2 separate regions of the Mustela erminea genome follow, and region 1 is linked to region 2. A link is a contact called in public Hi-C data. All regions are on one chromosome and are shown on one strand. The core of a region is the stretch at or near the end of the contact, and the rest is flanking DNA. Distances in the headings are between cores, read along the strand shown.

Region 1 (5,928 bases), core at 358-2,857, 240 kb before region 2:
GCACAAAATAAGATGGTGTGGAAGCGCCTAACTTCAACAGTAATGCAACAGCTAAGGTTAATCAGGGAAGGCTTCCTGGAGGAGGTGATCCTTGAACTGGCTCCTGGGGAAAAGAAGACTGGATAGTAGTGAGACGGGGGCACAGGTGTCCATCAGGTACAGTGCCCATGCCAAGCAGGTGCTAGAAACCGTCTGGAGACCTCGAGTTGGCCATTTCTTCTATCCCTCCCTTTCTTCCCAAGCCTCTGGCATTTAGCCTACTGTCCTGGCCTCTCTGTGGCTGCTTCCTCCTGCTCTGTCTCTCTGGGTTCCCTTCCCCTCTGTCTTCCTGCTGTCCCGCAGACAGATGAAGGGCGGTAGCAGTGATACAGCAGCAAACAGTGGGAAGTTTCTTGCAAGTGGTGTTTGGAGCTCCCTTTGTCCGTAGGTGAACTTCTCTGTGTGGGGGAGGCCCCCTGCCCACTCTCCATTCTCTGGCCAACCCCTTCGTGATGCGCAGCGGGCGTCGCTGACTCGGCCATTCCAGGGGTCCCTCTCTCCAGAGGGTCCTTTACACCTCAGGAGACTTCCTGTGGGCGTTTCCACTCTCAGTGCACTCTCTTGCTTTACCACGCAAGATCCGGTTAAGTCTTTCTGTGATGGGGATGCGTCGTTTGTGGGGAGAGATGTGAGGGAAATCGTCCGGACCACCCAGGGGCTCTGATCTGACCAGACAGGGGCTGGGCCTCCGCCCAGGGCGGCTGCGGTTCCCAGGCGGCGCTGGCTGCCCACGGGCTTCTCAGGGACTTGACCAGTTTGCAGCCCCCCCCTTCACACTACCTCTCAGGGGCACGGAGTCTGTCTGCCTGCTGTCTGCTGGCCCCTCCTGCTGCATCTCCTGGCACCGCCACACACTGACCGCCTGGGGAGACAGACGGGAAGCCCCTGTGGAGAGGAGGTGGGTGCTCTGTTCTCCATTAGCGCCGGCCGGTAACGGTGGCGAGGGGTGGGGTGTCTCTAAATTCCTTTAAGAAATATTCTCACACATTTAGTTGGTATTTCAGCTGCCCACATGCTCATGCTCCCAAGGCAGGACTGGGAGGGAATGAGCCCGATTTTTCCCGGGTGGCTGCTCTCTTGTTTTACAGTCACACCTCGTGTCCGTTGTTGGTGTCACCCTGAGGGCTTTCCTTGGTGAGGAAATACGTCATCGTCATTGGCAGACGTATTTCTCTGCTTTTGATTGTTTATACTTTCTTCAAGGCTATGGATTGAAAAGAATTCCGGGGCCTGAGCTGGGGGTTCTCCGTGGGAAAGGCTCTCGTGTTCAAAGCCCCGTGGCCTCCCACGACCCTCCGACAGGACAGTTCTCCTTACACCGGGAGAGCTGACCTTGGCAAAGCTCTCCCCACTGCCGGGTCGGCAAGTCTCTGTGTCTGGGGGTCTGCGTTTTAGCGGTTTTCTTTTGCCTCCAGGGCTCGTGCTCCTGAGGGTACACGGACGGTTGCAGGCCCGGTGCCGCCTGTGGCCACGTGGGGGCGCTCTTGCACCGTCCCTGCCCTCCCCTCCCCTCCCAGCAGCCCAGGAGCCCTTGGCCTTGAACACGCCCCCATGTGTTCGTCAGGAACTTCATCCTCTGTGGTTGTAACACCGCTACAGCGTAGGCCAGCAGGCCCTTGATGTCACCACTGCTGACTAATAGTGACTCCGTGTGGGCCTGAGCCCAGGACCTCCCGTCCGAGTGGAGGGTCCTGCCTTCATCCGTGGATGGGTCAGGGGCGGGGGCCAGGGCAGGGGGGCCAAGTGGTGTTCTGAGATCACAGCAGAAAAGTCCACCAGAAGACCCTGCCAGTGTTCCCCTGCGTCCGCTTGCTCCCTTGTCCTGTACTGGGTCACCTAGACTCGTGGTGTTCCGCCTTTCCGGACCATGACCCACGGCCGGAAGTACACCTTACCCCGGGCGTCTGTGATCACATTCGTGTGCGAGTCTGCCTCACGCACAAGTTCCATGAAGGGATTCTTACCTTAGGACATGAGACGCTTTCCAGTTTCTATTTTTTGTGTTTGAGAAAAGCTGCTTAGAGCCTGTTAGACTGAGCTGATACATAGTTCGGAAAATGCTGCTCTGATCCAGCTGCACGCTGTCCGTGAGCCGAGGCCCCGAGGTGCAGAAGGGAGCCTGCGTGTCGAGCTCACCCGGGGACCACGAGGGAGCACGCAGGGGCGGGAGCCCGGGCTGTTCCCAGGTTCATGCTGCGGGCCCGTCTGCTGCAGCGAGGCTGCTGTGGCCCCAGCGTGGGTGCCGCTCTGCCCCCCCACTTCCTCGAGCGGTTGACGAGGACCAGGGCGGCACGACACACGGTGCTCAGTGGCCTCCACTCTCTCATGTGCCCAGTGAGGAACGTGAGGGGGTCCTTGTTTGTAGAGACTTGGACACCAGAGCAGCAGTTGTCTGATGCCACGGGCCAGGGTTCCCCGAGGGGCGGGCGGGAGCCTGCCTGTCCTCTCGGACCTGGGGGGCTGGTATTAGCATCTCTAGAGGGAGCCCCTTCCCATGTGCTGTGGGGAGAGAAGGGAGGGGCTTTCCAGGTGGTCGTGAGCCAGACTCCGAGTTTGCTCTGGGAGCACGGTTCTCTGCTGACCGCAAGTCACAACAGTCGTGTCGCGCTGGCCACTGCTGCTACTCGCTTCTCTGCAGACAGAGCTCTAGTCCCACCCTGGGCCTGGCGGGCCAGAGTGCCCCCCTCCCCGGGTCATCCCCCCGGAGGACCAGGCCTGCTGTCCCCGGGGCCCAGAGCTCACTGCTGCTCTGCCTCGCTCCCTCGCTTCCCCGTTTGTCCAGAGAGCTGGGGACCGTGTGGCAGAGAAAGGAGGGGGGGACGCTTCCATAGGCCCTTGAGGGGTAGTTTCCCGCTGTTTAGTTTTCCAGGGACAAAAAAAATTTTATTTTCAACAAAAACACATGCGGCCTCACATAAGCAGCATAGACTCAGTCTGTGTCGGTTTTATCTTTTTAGGTTTTTCTCCTAAGGAGACAGGAGCCTGCAGACCTCAGGCTGCTTGTAGAGAAGCTGCCTGGCGGCGTGTTCGAGAACGCACGAGGCCCAGGGAGAGGCCCATGGTGGCCGGCCTGTGCCATCCACGGCCGCCCGCCCCTTGAAAGACAAACCCAGAGGGCCGAGGGCCGTGAGAGGGCAGCTGCCACCCAGTGTCACCCCGCTGTCCCCTGCCGTCAGCCTCGCTGCTTGTACTACCCCCAGCCCCCGCCCCGGGACCTCCTGCCACCCTCTGCTGGGCCCACAGCTGCAGCCCGTGCTGGGGACACTCGAGGGGCTGCTCGCTTCATTCCGGGGTCCCCTCCTCCAGCCACACCAGCGTCGGCCGCTAACAGGAGCCCAAGGGGGCGTCTGGCCGGATCACAGGGGCGAGCGGCTCAGTTGGTCCACCCGGTGCTCAGAGGCTCTGGGAATGTTTGTTCCAGCAATGAGTGTCGCCTGGTTGGAAGTGTGGCTGGCTTCCCCCGTGGGCCCTGCCGGCCCTCTGCCCACCGCAGCTCACCCGAGCCACCGGCTCTGTCCAGCTTCCATCTGGTGCTAGGGGGCCTGCGGGGGGTGCTGGCGGGCCATGGGCCCCTCTCACACCCTGTGGTGTCTCCGTGGAAGTGAGGGTCCCTTCGTTCTGGGGACTTGCAGTGGCAGATGTCTTCTCCAGAGGCGGTGCTCCCTGGCCCCCAGTCGGCAGCCCGGGTGAGGTGTGAGCGCGGCATCCACGGCTCGTTGCTAAGCGAGGCACAAGCTCACCAGCCCTGTCGCCAGCACAGGACTGGAGGAGGCATTTCTGAAATCCTAGCGAGCTGGGGAGAGTGATCTCTCTGGGGAACCATCCTCCCTGGGGAGCTTCTGTTTGCAAAGCGGACCCCCAGGGGCTGTGTCTGTGCGTGACCTGAAGGTGGACGGGGCGGGGGGCTCGATGAATTATGCTTCTGCTTGTGTGTCCGTTCCCTAGGATGGTCTTTGTCTACACCCCTTGCCCCGCTCTCGGGTGTTTTGCAGGAAGTCTCTGCATCTTTTCTCCCCTCTGGTGCAGGCCGGGTAAACAGACACGTTTTTGGTTGCTGAGAGCCCAGGGAGCACATTTGAAAGGCTAGTAGTTCGCTGTGAAAGTGGAAGTGCAAACAGATGCTGCATAAACTCGTCAGTGTGGTGTTTAGCTGTACCGCTACGGAAGTCTAGAGAGGTCGGTCATAAAACATCATGAGATACCTAACTAGGAAAGGACGGGTTGCTGGGTTAGCTCCGGTCGAGGGCCCAGAGTGCATCAGCTCTCCGAGGTGGGACCTGTACAGCCTCCTCCTCCCGGTCCCCCAACCAAGGGCTGAGTGCGGGGTCTTGTCTCCAGCCGGGAAGGCTGAGCTGATCCCCGGCCGGCAAGAGACCTAGATGGGGCGCGGGGCCAGCATGGAAACCAGTGGGTGTCGCGGTCAAGACCGCGTCTGACCGTCCTGTGCTGGGACACTCCGTACTGGGCTTCTGCCTGGCAAGCAGAGAGGCAAGAACCTCCTTTCTCAGAGGGACCGTGTCCTTGTGCGGTGGGGAGACCCAAGACGCGAAGCCCTCCCTGGCGAGTGGCAGGGATGTGCCTTGTCTTCGTTCACGAGGAGACCGACCGCCCCTGGTTTCTGTGGAAGCGGCGGACACTTAGAGATGTTTTAGACAGTGAGACACATTCAGAACAGGGTTTTTAAAATGACTTTTTGTATGTCAAATGGATCATGTATTTTTTAAACAATAAAATTGTTTTGCCAAAAGCTGTGCTCTCCTTTTTCCTGCGGGAGACGGGGTGTGTGGGTGACAGACCTGGTCGCTGTGCTGTGAGTGGGACTTGGCGCAGGGGAGGGGAGAGTCTGGTCCCCAAGGGAGGACCTGCGTACGTCCCTTCTTCACACGCAGGTGTGTCGCCGCAGAGTGGCTGCATCCCATTTGCTCGAAGCCCATAGGCCTCCCGGGAGAGACCTCGGTGGGCCAGGTGACCGGGCTTCATGGGTCCCTCAGCCGTCCCCCGCAACACTGCTGGCAGCCCACCAGCTGGGGAAGCCCTGGGCCAGAGGGAGACGGCAGGAGGGAGCATCTCTGAAAGCCGCGGGGCCTGATACCATCGTTGGTCTTTTCTGTGTGCTCTGCCTGATTCTCACCTACCACCTGTGTCATGTTCCCAGAAACATAAAGATTTGGGGGGGGGGGGGGTTCGGTAAAACTGCAGAACCACTGGGGACAGAGGAGCCGGAGACTTGCTGGTTGTGGGACCCGAGCAGAGTGGTGACTTCACAAGGCAGCGACAGGAACCACGGGCTTAATCCAGAAGGGGAGATGTCCCTAGGGATCAAGAGGCACGGGGGACAGACACATGCCCAGAGTCCCCAGGGGAAGAAGGGAGGACCGTAGTCAGTAATGAAGGCGGAAACCAGAGGCTGCAGGCGGCCCATGACTGTGCCTCCGCCTGGGAAGCACACGGAGAACAGGCTTCCTGGAGGAGATGGCCCAGAGCTGGGGGAAAAACCAGTGTCGGTTTCCCACTCCCTGCTGGGGAGGGGGTGCTGTCCTTGCAGAAACCCAGGGAGACAGGCTCCCCGCCTACCGGCCCTCATGATGACGGGGCCCAGCTAGCAGCCGTGAAGGCAGCCCTGAGAGTCACAGGTACCTGCTCCCCCCCACTTTGGGGACCCTCCACGTGCTTGTATTCAGGGTCCTGGCGGGTCAAGACCCCCAACACCCACAGCTGCAGCGACTGGTTCTGGGCGACCTGTGGCCCAGGTTGGTCAAACCAGAGTGATTCGAGGATGGGGGCCAAAGCTCCTCCGGGTCCCTGGCCACCCACCTGAGGGCCAGTTGCCCTGGAGCTGCTGGCGACCCTCTGCCCACCACGGGGAGCCTGAGAGGCAGGGACACGGCA
Region 2 (5,693 bases), core at 2,627-5,126:
GAGTTAATTGTGTACCTGTTAGAAGACCGTACCCAGTAACAGGCCAGAAAATTGTGCTCTAGAATAAAATTGAAAAACTCTAGAGAAATTTTTTTTTCCATTGATGTTTAGAGTGTATGAGACTAAAATAAAACAGGAAAGGCCATAAAATATGTGGCCTGTATCACCCATTGGACATTTCCTTTTGGATTCATGTTTTCTGGAAGGTTTAAATTCATTAACTTTAATAGTTAATTATAACTTTTGTTTTTTTTAACTTAAGAGGATTCAGGATTAAGCAGCAGCTAAATTAAATCACGCTACTTAATTTAAGTATAAATTTGGTTTGTGTCCTCTTTTATGCTCACTGTGCTATAAACTTCCTGTAGATACATCAGTGAAACATGACCCTAGAAATGCAGAGAAAACCCACAAAATCAAAATACAACTTGTTGTTTCATCTGACACTGCACTGCTGAACAGGTAAGATGTGTCACATTTTGGTGGCACTGGGTGGACCAGGAAAGACTTCTAGCCATTTTTCTTATCTGTACATTTCCAAGTCTCATGCAAGTTAAAAATTTAAGCCTTCAGGCTGCTGAGTTTAAAAAGTACAACTTTCTGGGCGCCTGGGTGGCTCAGTGGGTTAAAGCCTCTGCTTTCGGCTCAGGTCATGATCCCAGGGTCCTGGGAATGAGCCCCGCATCAGGCTCTCTGCTCAGCAGGGAGCCTGCTTCCTCCTCTCTCTCTGCCTGCCTCTGCCTGCTTGTGATCTCTGTCTGTCAAATAAATAAAAATCTTTAAAAAAAAAAAAAAAAAGAAGAATTCCGTTTTAAAATAAATAAATAAATAAAAATAAAAAGTACAACTTTCTGATGCTAAATATTTTGAACTGTAAACATTTTTCTAAAGTTATCTTTTGTTCCAAGTTTGAACCAAAGACAGGAATTTTAATGAAATGTTCACCAGTTGTCTTACTCCTGGACCTATTTCCAGAAATTAAGCCTGGTCAAGCCCAGGTACCTTGTAAGTGTCAGCTGTGAATGTGGAGTAGGGTGAATAATAGACCTTTCCTATCAAGGTCTTTAACCCTGTTCTTGGGTCCCTGGCACTGGCAGAGAGGGCTGTGACTCGGGTTGACTGCCCACCTCCCAGTTGACTTTTGTTCTCACAGGAGGTGTGTTTAAATACCCTAGTTCAAAAACAAACAAACCTAGGAATGACAAATGACCAGAATTTTAGCCACACCTCAGCGCTACCCACTTTTAAAGGAAATTTAGTAAGGGACAGAAGTCGGGTAAGTGGGATGGCTTTCCATTAGCTCTTCCACTGGAATTTGCTTAGTGTCCGTTGAGGTTAGTTTTCAGTCTGAACATCTAGAAAGATACTGGATTCTAGTAACTGATGCATTGTAGTGTCAGATTCAGAGGCACTGGTGGGGATGAGAGTAGGATATTTTCAAATTGTATTTAAAATGGAGTTTGATTTTGCTCACCTTTAGGCATGAAGGTTAGTTGGTGTGCTTGAGCTCACTGGCAGAATTTGCTTCAACTGTCCACAGCTGTGTAGAAGTCCAAATAAATCATTTTAGTCAAGCATCAGTGCTTGTAAACCACATGGCAGCCAAGAGATTGCTATTCCAGGAGCTCAGTTTAACTGTTTGATAGGATAACTGTTAGCAACATCTTCCTATTTTAGTATTTATATTAAAACCTGAATTTTTCCTCAAGATCTGAAGGTTTAAAAATTAGGTTGCTTAATATTCTCGAATTTGGAGTGAGAATTATTGGAAAATAATTTTCATTTCTGCATTCTTGAATTAATAAATTTGATGCTGACCTAGGATCGTTTTGCTCTCCGATTGCTTTTCCTGTACCAGGACATTGAAATGAGAAGGGGGAGTGCCAAAAGTTGGAAGAAAAGTAGGAAATTCTAAAGGGGCATCTCATATTTCAAATGGGAATTGTCACTGTTTGAGCTGTCCATGGCGAGGACCCATGATTTTCTTTTTATTATTATTATTAACATACAATGTATTACTTGTTTCAGGGGTACAGGTCTGTGTCAGTCTTTTTTTTTTTTTTTTTTTTTTTTTTTTTAAAGATTTTATTTATTTATTTGACAGAGAGAAATCACAAGTAGGCAGAGAGGCAGGCAGAGAGAGAGGAAGGAAAGCAGGCTTCCCCGCCGAGCAGGGAGCCCGATGCGGGACTCGATCCCAGGACCCTGAGATCATGACCCGAGCTGAAGGCAGCGGCTTAACCCACTGAGCCACCCAGGCACCCATGTGTCAGTCTTACACAGTTCACAGCACTCACCATAGCACATACCCTCCCCAGTGTCCATCACCCAGCCACCCTGTTTCTCTTGTGCATAAGCTCAGTCATTGGGATTTCATTATTTTTAAGTCCCCATATATATAAGACTTGGAAAAGCCCTCATTGCTTACCACTGGGTGCCAAGCTCTGTGTAAGATGTTCTGTATTTTCTCATGTCGGTTATTTCTGCCACAACCTCATGAGGCAGGTGTTACCATGATCCACATTTTACAAATAAGAGAGGCCAGAGGTTTAATGACTTGCTTGAGGTCTGAGAGGGATGGTAAGTTGTAAAGTGGCTGGTCGTGGGTTTGCAGCGCTTGGGTAGATGAACGTAAGTTAGAGGGGGCATCTGAGCCTGTGGAATGGTCTGACCAAAGCCAAGGTCCAGCAAACTGTTGCATTCACTCAAGGGTGATGAGCCCACAGGCACTACCACTGGTGAAGGTGCGATTGTACTGGTAACACCCAGGACACGGTGGTTGGGCCGCTCTTTGTCCGCCCTGTGAGTGGGACATATCACAGACTCTGAATCTTCCTTGGAAAGAAAATGGTACATAAAGAACCATGCCCCACATTCTAAGGGAGGTTTCACTGCTATTTGTTCATTTGTCGGAGAGCCCCTGCTTGGCCAAAGAAAGGCCTTGGCTCTGACCCATGTGGAAGAAATAGCAGCCCCTCTCGCCAGCGCCTGGGTGCTGTGCCCTGCTCGTTGCCCTCTCTGCAGCTCCTAGGAAGGCCGGGGACTATGAATTGTTAACAGGAAACAACGGTAACATTTGCTGCCAAAGAACCCCACGCTGGCACCGTCCACCACAGGCAGAACTCCAATCCTGACCTCAGAAACACTGGAAAAGCGTGGACACCAAAACACGTGTCATGTACGGATACGAATATTTACAACCAGCTGGGTTTTTTGTTTTCTTCTTTTTAGTTATGAAAGTAATTTAGCTCAAGCCATGAATGAAACTGGCACAAAGTGAATCTTCCCTGAATCCACGCCCCTGTGGAACCGCAGCTCAGCGTTGACAGCCCTCGACTTGGGCAAGCACACACGTGCTAGCAGTGTCTTCATTCAAACTTCGTTATTCCCAAAATCAATGTGCACGTTCCCTTTATTTGAGCCGTGTCCTCCCGCCAGGCCAGCACCCGTAGCCCCCGCCTTGCTTTCCAAAGTTCGGAGGTAGAGCTGTACTGAGATGCATTCGACCTCGCCCCTCTGGACGGACGTTCCTGTTTCCAGTAACTAATTTTTTGTTGAATGGAGTAGCTTAAAAGCGCTGCAACTTGCAGAAAAACAGCTGTTCGAGCTCGAGCCGGGCTTGGCCAGCGCTGGGCAGAGCGGACTAGCGCGAGACTTCTCACCCCCAGCGTCCCGAGGCGCTAAGGCAGCCGGACTTCGCAGCCGGCGGCGGGCGCGGTGGAGGGCGGGGGACCCGGCGCCGCGCCGCCTCCCACCTCCCGCCGCGCGAGGGCGCGCGCGGCCCGGTGCCGCCGCTTCCGCCGGCGCCCCGCCCCCCGGGCTCGCCCCGAGCCCCGATTGGCTGCGCGGCGGGAGCGCGCCGAGTCAGGGGGCGGGCCCGCGCCGGCTACAAAGCGGCGAAGGTCACGGCGCGAGGAGGCGCGCGCCGCCGTCCCGCGTCCCGCCTGCGGCCCTGGGCCCCCAGCCCCGTGGCCCGCCGCCCGCCGTCCGCCGCCCGCCGCCCGCGCGGGGAACCATGGAGGGAGTGAGCGCGCTGCTGGCCCGCTGCCCCACGGCGGGCCTGGCCGGCGGCCTGGGGGTCACGGCGTGCGCCGCGGCCGGCGTGCTGCTCTACCGGATCGCGCGGAGGTGAGTGCGCGCGGCCCACGCGGCCTCGGCCCGCCGCTCTCTGCCCGCCCCGGCCGCTCCGGGACCGCGCGGCGCCTCCCTGCCCGCGAGGCCGCGGCGTGGCGGTGGGGGCCCGGCCTATGCGCCCACGCGCCGGGACCCGCTCCGCACGCCCGCGTCCCGCTGGGGGCTGGGCTGGGAATCTTCGTGCTGGGGAAGCGGCCGGGGGGGTGGGTTCGGGGATCCCAGGAATGCGGGGCGGGCGAGGACGGCCAGCGCGTGGGTTACAAACTTCCTCCCCCACGGAGACGCGCGCCAGCCGAGCCGCGGGATCTGCGGGGCCGCCCCACGCCCACCCCGGCCCCCACACCCTGCGGGAGAGTACCGCGGAGATGGGGACTGCGCTCTCGCCCGCCTTCAGCCCGACTGGGCGGGCACACGCGGCGATGGACTGACACTAGCCGGCACTTTCTGGTCGGCGTCCGCCGGCTGGGGCGTTGTTCTGATTTCACAGGGGCCCAATCAGAGTCACGACCCCGGCAGCCCCTGGAGAAGGAAGCCCAGGGACAAAAGAGCTGAGTAAATTGTCATTAATTAGAAGAACCACCGTGTGGACTGAAGCCGCCTAGTCCTGGAGCCCGCATTGCTAACCCCTGGGCTACACTACGTCCAAGAGCAGGGAAGCCTAATATTCTTTTTTTTTTTTTTTAAGATTTTATTTCTTTATTTGACAGAGATCACAAGTAGTCAGAGAGGCAGACAGAGAGGGGCTGGGGGCGGGAAGCAGGCTCCTTGCCGACCAGAGGGCCTGATGCGGGGACTCGGACCCAGGACCCTGGGATCATGACCTGAGCTGAAGGCAGACGCTTAACTCACCCAGGCTCGGAGGAACCCTAATATTCTTAAACCAGCCGGTCCTGCTGCCCCCGCCGCTGCTGCTGCTGAGCTGGGTCAGTGGCTGTCCCAGGCCTGGCAGGGCTCAGAGATCATGCTGACCCCGGTGTTCTGAGGGCCCTCCGTGGTGAGGGAGAAAGGGGGAGTGGTCTCTAGTTCCGCAGGGCCTCAGGGGCAGCCCAGCTGTTTCCACATCTGATCCGGCCTCTCAGAGAACAGGGGGAAAAGACAGGGTCGTGAACACAGCCTGGGGACAGAGTGGGTGGGTTTGTCATTGCAGCAAAGGACCTGCAAAGCTCAGGTGCCAGGTAGAAGAAGAAAAGGAACTGGGCTTGCGGTCACGTGGCCGCAAGTGGCAGAGCTGGGATTTGAACCTGGGCGGTCTGGTGGTTCTTCCTTAACCGCCACCATGTGCTGCTTCTCACCCAAGGGAGAAAGACAGGAGGGTGACTGAGTCACAGGTTTCCTGGAGGAGGAAGGGTAGGAGGGACATCAGCTGTGTCTGCAGGGTGAGCCAGATGGGCAGGCTGAGGAGGGGGTGGCTTCCCAGGGGAGGATAAGCAGGGGATCGATGGGGCTCCGGTTCCGGGGCTCCCTGACACTGCAGGCCTCCCCCTGTTCTGGTTCCTGCCCAATTTCTGGAAGCTGGAGGGGCTTCCAGGACCAGCTGGTTTAAGGTGGTCATTTTGTAC

The links. A called contact is a pair of places that touch in the nucleus more often than the background predicts.
Region 1: a Hi-C map of fibroblasts shows a contact between it and region 2, with 6 times the contacts expected there. The contact joins the enhancer-like site here to the promoter of TMEM201 in region 2. A contact is called at or near these places in 2 of 3 Hi-C or Micro-C datasets (fibroblasts and spleen).

The regions. Positions count from the first base shown.
Region 1 is chr10:103,454,115-103,460,042 of mMusErm1.Pri, reverse strand. The region is part of intron 3 of LOC116568006; the gene reads left to right. Among named protein-coding and RNA genes, the nearest start is that of GPR157, 100 kb to the left of the region's middle. Within about 2 kb of position 1,607, the one cell type or tissue checked has open chromatin away from gene starts, as enhancers often do. A contact at or near this core is called in fibroblasts, where this site is marked.
Region 2 is chr10:103,213,616-103,219,308 of mMusErm1.Pri, reverse strand. TMEM201 (transmembrane protein 201) reads left to right here and starts at 3,876. Exons shown (of 13, transcript XM_032302001.1): 1 at 3,876-4,128. The coding sequence starts at 4,016. SLC25A33 (solute carrier family 25 member 33) reads left to right here. Exons shown (of 7, transcript XM_032302029.1): 7 at 1-315. The coding sequence ends at 39.